2 separate regions of the Triticum aestivum genome follow, and region 1 is linked to region 2. The links are chromatin contacts, called in public Hi-C maps. All regions are on one chromosome and are shown on one strand. The core of a region is the stretch at or near the end of the contact, and the rest is flanking DNA. Distances in the headings are between cores, read along the strand shown.

Evidence for each region. A called contact is a pair of places that touch in the nucleus more often than the background predicts.
Region 1: a Hi-C map of leaf shows a contact between it and region 2, with 5 times the contacts expected there. The contact joins the promoter of LOC123052128 here to the promoter of LOC123052126 in region 2. A contact is called at or near these places in 3 of 5 Hi-C or Micro-C datasets (all in leaf) and 1 of 1 datasets of contacts at active chromatin or transcription factors (leaf).

Annotation. Positions count from the first base shown.
Region 1 is chr2D:126,400,252-126,402,993 of IWGSC CS RefSeq v2.1, reverse strand. It overlaps LOC123052128 (acidic leucine-rich nuclear phosphoprotein 32-related protein 1), which reads left to right and starts at 1,255. Exons shown (of 3, transcript XR_006424491.1): 1 at 1,255-2,582.
Region 2 is chr2D:126,146,880-126,149,593 of IWGSC CS RefSeq v2.1, reverse strand. LOC123052126 reads left to right here and starts at 1,315. Exons shown (of 4, transcript XM_044475229.1): 1 at 1,315-1,718; 2 at 1,822-1,902. The coding sequence starts at 1,433. It overlaps LOC123052127, which reads left to right. Exons shown (of 4, transcript XM_044475230.1): 4 at 246-556. The coding sequence ends at 427.

The DNA.
Region 1 (2,742 bases), core at 6-2,505, 250 kb before region 2:
TGGTGTTATTGCCATCAACTCAGATGCTGCAATCTTTTCAGATATAAATATGCCAGGTGCTGGAGTGGTGGCCTTGAACCATGAGGGTAGATGTGTTGCTGCATGTTCTGAACCTATTCAAGGCACGATGGAGCCTGAACTAGCTGAGGCGCTAGCTCTACGAAGGGCCGTGTACCTGGCAAAGGACGAACATTTTTCAAATGTTTTATTTGCATCAGATTGCCAATCACTGGTGAATAGAATTATTTCTGGCAAAATTGATCGTTCCAGTGTCGGTACAGTGATTAATGATATCAAGTTTGCTTCAAGGGGCTTTGTGTCTGCAGAGTTCAAGCATGTTCGTCGGCTTGTTAATGTGGCTGCTCATCTATTAACTAAGTCTTGTAAGAATTTGTCTAATCTAGTTATTTTTCATTCTACTCCGGATTGTATCCGGGAGACTCTTGTATCTTTGGTTATGTGATCAATAAAGCTGATGTTCTAAAAAAAAGCTATACCTAGCTAAAAAGTGTGCCAGCTTATTAGCTTCCCGCGGGCAATGCCGAAAGGAAACAGAAGGGATTCCATGCGCTAATTCAAAGCAGTCCACTAGAATGGGCGTGTAAGGACTCCAGATTTCATTGCCACTTTTGAAAGCATCCACTAGTTCCAGGCAATCAGATTCCACTGTTACTCTGGAACATCCTCTTTCAAAGAGCATCTTCAGACCCCGTTTTACTGCAAGCGCCTCTGCTATTAACCTCAAACAGACGCGGCCAGACCATCCCGGACCTTCTCGTGGCAAACAACACGGGTCGAAATCAAACGCGTGCAAGGGCAAGGGTAGGCACCACGAAACCAATACGTGAACTTCCGCCGATCCGACGGCCCGCAACCGCCACCTCTCAATCAGACGGCCTGTACCCGCTAACCCAAAGCAGAACAACGCCCATAGACTTCAACCCCGGGCCCACACGTCTACTCCCAACCTGTCAGCGACCTACCCACATAGAGCCAAAGGTAGTCACACGGCACCGCGTGCATAATTAACCAATAATATCTCGCCCTTAAGAGAAAACGATTTTTGAAAACCAGAAAAAGATGCTCTCCGCATCAGCCAAGCCCACCACGCCTCTCCGCTCCCCCGCTCCTCTCAAAGGAAGCACACGCCCCTGGGATGGCGCCACGTCAGCGATCCGCGCCGCGCGATCCGAGCGCCCCCATTGGCCGCCCATATAAGCCCCGCCCGCCGTCCCTGCGCCGAGTCCACAGCGCGACGCGTGAGCCGCCCCCTTCTTCCTCCAATGGCGAGGTAAACACCCCTCCCACGTATAAATCACTGTATTTCAAATAGCCTCCCCAACCAAAACACCCCCGATTTTTTTATTTATTTGATTTCGGGAAGGGGAGGGGGGAGAGATAGAGAGATGGACGAGGCGTGGGAGAGGGCGGTGGAGGCGGCGCTCCACACCGCCGGCGAGGGGAGCTCGTCGCCGGCGAGGAGCCTGACCCTCGACGGCGCCGTCAAGTGCATGCACGGGCGCTTGCCGGCGCCGGAGATACTGGAGCGCCACCAGAGCCTGGAGCACCTCTCGATCGCCGGCGTCGGGGTCGCGTCGCTCGCGGGGTTCCCCCGCCTGCGGAACCTCACGCGCCTGACGCTCTCCGACAACCGCATCGCCGGCGGCCTCGAGCACCTCGTCGAGGCGGGGCTCGGGTCGCTGCGCGACCTCGACCTCAGCAACAATCGCATCCAAGATGTGGACGACCTCGCGCCGCTCGCCCGCCTCCGCCTCGTCTCGCTCGACCTCTACGAGTGCCCCGTCACGCGGGTCAAGGACTACAGATCCAGGGTGTTCGGGTTGATCCGGACTCTCAAGTACCTCGACAAGATGGACGCCGACGAGAACGAGCGCCCGGAGTCGGACGACGACGACGACGACGGGGACGGCGAAGGTGATGGCGAGGAAGAAGATGATGATGACGACGACGATGACGAGGATCCTGGAAGCGGCGAGGTGGCAAACGGGGGCGCCTCGCACTCGCGAGGTAGCGTCGCACCGCGCCCGGTGGAGGTGAATGGGGTGATCGATGTGGATGAGGATGAGAGCGAGGCCGACGAGGTCGTGCCCAATGGGGGAGCCGAGCACCACCACAGGGCCAACGGGTTCAGGGTTGCAGCGGTTGGGGTAGCCCCTGATGAGGATGATGAAGACGTGGAGGATGACGACGACGATGCAGACGAAGAGTATGAGGAGGAGGAGGATTTGGGAGAGGAGATCGATGAGGAGGGTGATGAAGATGACACTGTTGTCGAGGTACTTGACGTGCCCAGTAGTGATGATGAGGAGGATGGCATCGATGAGGATGATGATGATGAGGAGGAGGTTGAGGATGATGGTGATGGTGAGGAGGCTGAGCCAGAGAGTAGTGGGAGGGTTGCTATGGCGGTGGGGGGCGTTGGAGAAGAGATCGATGGACATGAGCAAGGTGAAGGTGATGATGAGGATGAGAATGGTGAGATTGGAGAGGAAGACGAGGAAAGATTGGAGGATAGTAGGGTTTATGAGGAGGACAACGATGATGACGATGCTGATGATGAGGTATAACAATTTCCGCTAGCCTTTGAAGTGCTTTACCTTATTGCAATTTCTGCATGTTCAGTTTGTGGGCGATTGTTCTAGTCATATTGTTTAGGAAGATAACTATTGACCACCCTTCTATATTGCAGGTATATTTCAACTGTGGCTAGTTTTTCAGTCA
Region 2 (2,714 bases), core at 66-2,565:
AATGCCGTTTCTTCCCGTGCAATGCAATGCTTTCTTTCTTTTTTGAAATTGCGTGCAATGCAATGTTGGTTGACTTGCTGAGAGTACTGTTGACAAGACAATCCTTCTTGACCTAGTTTGCTGTTCTTGAAATTCTCGGCGCGCATTACTGTAATCAATCACTTCATAGCCCAAAAACTACACAATAAAATCATTTCTAGTCTCAACTAATCTGAATTCTCACTTCGATGGGCTAACAACCGCAGGACCCAAGGGCTTTGCGATGACGTCCTACTCCATGGAGGTGAGCACCATCGAGCCGTTCCTGATCGACGAGAAGAGGATCACTCCACAGTACGTGGTGTTCTGGGTGTATAAGAGGCTGGCCGGCCAGGGGGTCCTCCCTGTCTGGAGGGCAGAGGACCTGAGTCCTGCTCCTGCAGAGTAGTCAGTAGTAGTAACACATGCAAGATACACGACATACAGGGTGATCATACGGGGGCACAAGCTACTCTGTGTATAAGATGTCCATTTCTAATTGTGAATTGAGTAAAGATGCTGCAAAAGGTTCATATGATTCTTTTTCTTCTGAAGTCCAACTTTGATGATAACTGTTGCCCTGAGATGGTCGCCTCAACAAACCATATATTGTGAGCAAAGAAATGAGTTGTTGTTGAAATGAAAAAGGGCAAATTGTGCTTGGCTGGGCCTCCATGGGCCAGACCGCCCGGAAGGTTCCTGACGATCAGCTTGTAAAATCCAAAACCCAGTATGTTTCCACGGCAAGGAAGCAGCCAGTAGAGCATCGCCGTTTGTCATCCGAAAGCTGTATTGTACCTATCCCAAAGTCCTTCCAGTCGCACTCCATCCCATTCAGCATTTCGCCATTATCTGAAGCCACCACATGATAGCCTGAGTCGCCGCGTAGTGCTAGATGTTTTAGTAATCGTTAAAACTGAATATATATGCAAGTCGAGCAATCTGAAGATCAAGAACGATAATGATTTGAATATACCGAGTTACCGAATCCAGTGATAATAAACCTCGGTTGAAAGTGATTTCGGATAGTTTGAGATATTACCTGGGTTCATTCCATCGAAAAGAAAGCAAGAAACCGTGCACCACGATGAACCTTCCTAGGCCCGCCTCGTAAAAATCCAGTGACATGTCACGCACACTTGTGATACACAGCTCTTATCCAAAGCGGAACACGACAACTCTATCCGCATGGTTGATTAGATGTTGAATTTGGATGATAGTTCAAAAATTAGTGTATTCTGATTAAAAGATCTACGTAGTGTTTCTATGGACCAATCTATTTTTTCTCGCTTCTCCTTTTTCCTTCCGCACCACGCAGCAGCACTGACGAAGGTGGCAAACCTGAAGGAGTGAGGTACAGAACACACGCGCGCCCCACGGTTTACAGTTAGCCATCGCATCTCTGCCAATCGCCATGCTCGCCTACCTCCTCCACGCGCCCGCCGCCGCCGCGCCCAGCCCGCTCGCCCTCCGCGGGCCGCCGACCGCCGCGTCCAAGACCCCCTTCCTCCCGCCCTCCGTCGCCCGCCCGCACAGGCGCGCCGCCGCGGCGGGCGCCTTCTCCGCCGCCGCCGTCGGCCCCATCGCGGCCTCGCTGCTCGAGGGCCCCGTGCTGCTCTGGGCCGGCCGCCTCTGCGTCTACTACGCGCTCATCCACATCGGCCTCGCGGGATCCCCGCGCAGCCCCTTCCTCTCCCACGGTAATAGCATCGCGCGCGTGCCCGCGCCGCGAATGATGCGATGATTCGCGCGGTTTGGTTCGGAAAGGGAAATGGGTTTCTGATCTCCGTGTGGTGTGTGCAGAGATTCGAGGCGAGGACGGCGCCGGGGAGAGCGACCTAGGGTTCTCCAAGTGGGCCGACAAGCTCCGTGGCGGCGCACCAGGTATCTGTGGTGTGGATTCAAATGTTATCGATAATGATCTTTTGTGCACCGCTGCTCTTGCTGTGTTTAGTGGAGTGGAATGTGAATGCTGTGAGCCGCGAACTGTACAGTTTGGTATATCCTGGGTCGTGGGTCTGGGCTGGCTGGATTGTGGATAAGGAAGAATATATTCTTTCTAGAATCTGTCGGAGTAAGCTTTCTGCTTGCTACCACGGAGCAAAGCACATGGTGATAATCACCTTTTCATCTTTGGATGAGGGTTGGTCAAACTGGGACTGATAAGGTGGAAGCATTTTGTGTGTGGGTGCTCCCAAGGGTTTTGTCATGAGGAGTTTGTGGGGAAATTTTGTTTGAGATGTAGAAAAAGGCAACGCTGCCATGCCTCATGTTGTGGATTGCTACTAATGGAACAGATACATGCTCATCAGGGTTTGTTTGCTGTTGACATGAGAAAGAATGAGAATATTTCACCTGTTTGTGGATTGTTTGTAGTACTTAGATGGGTGGCTGTAAGGTGTATTTTGGTTGTCAAATTCAAGCTTTGACCAACAATTGATCCTAAAACTGATTTCATTGGATTCTTATTCAGAAGTATTTTTCTTATGATTGTGATTTTGTAGCTACTTGCAAAACATCGTTACAAGAAAATTTACAGCTATAACTTGAATTTTTAACAGTCAAATATGCCTTATTTATCCGAACAGAGGGAGTACTGTGCAAGGAACCTCTCAAATTGGGAAGAGTTTTACATGGAGGATTTGTGTAATCTAGATACTTTTTATTTTTATCACTTTATGAATTTTCTAGGTATC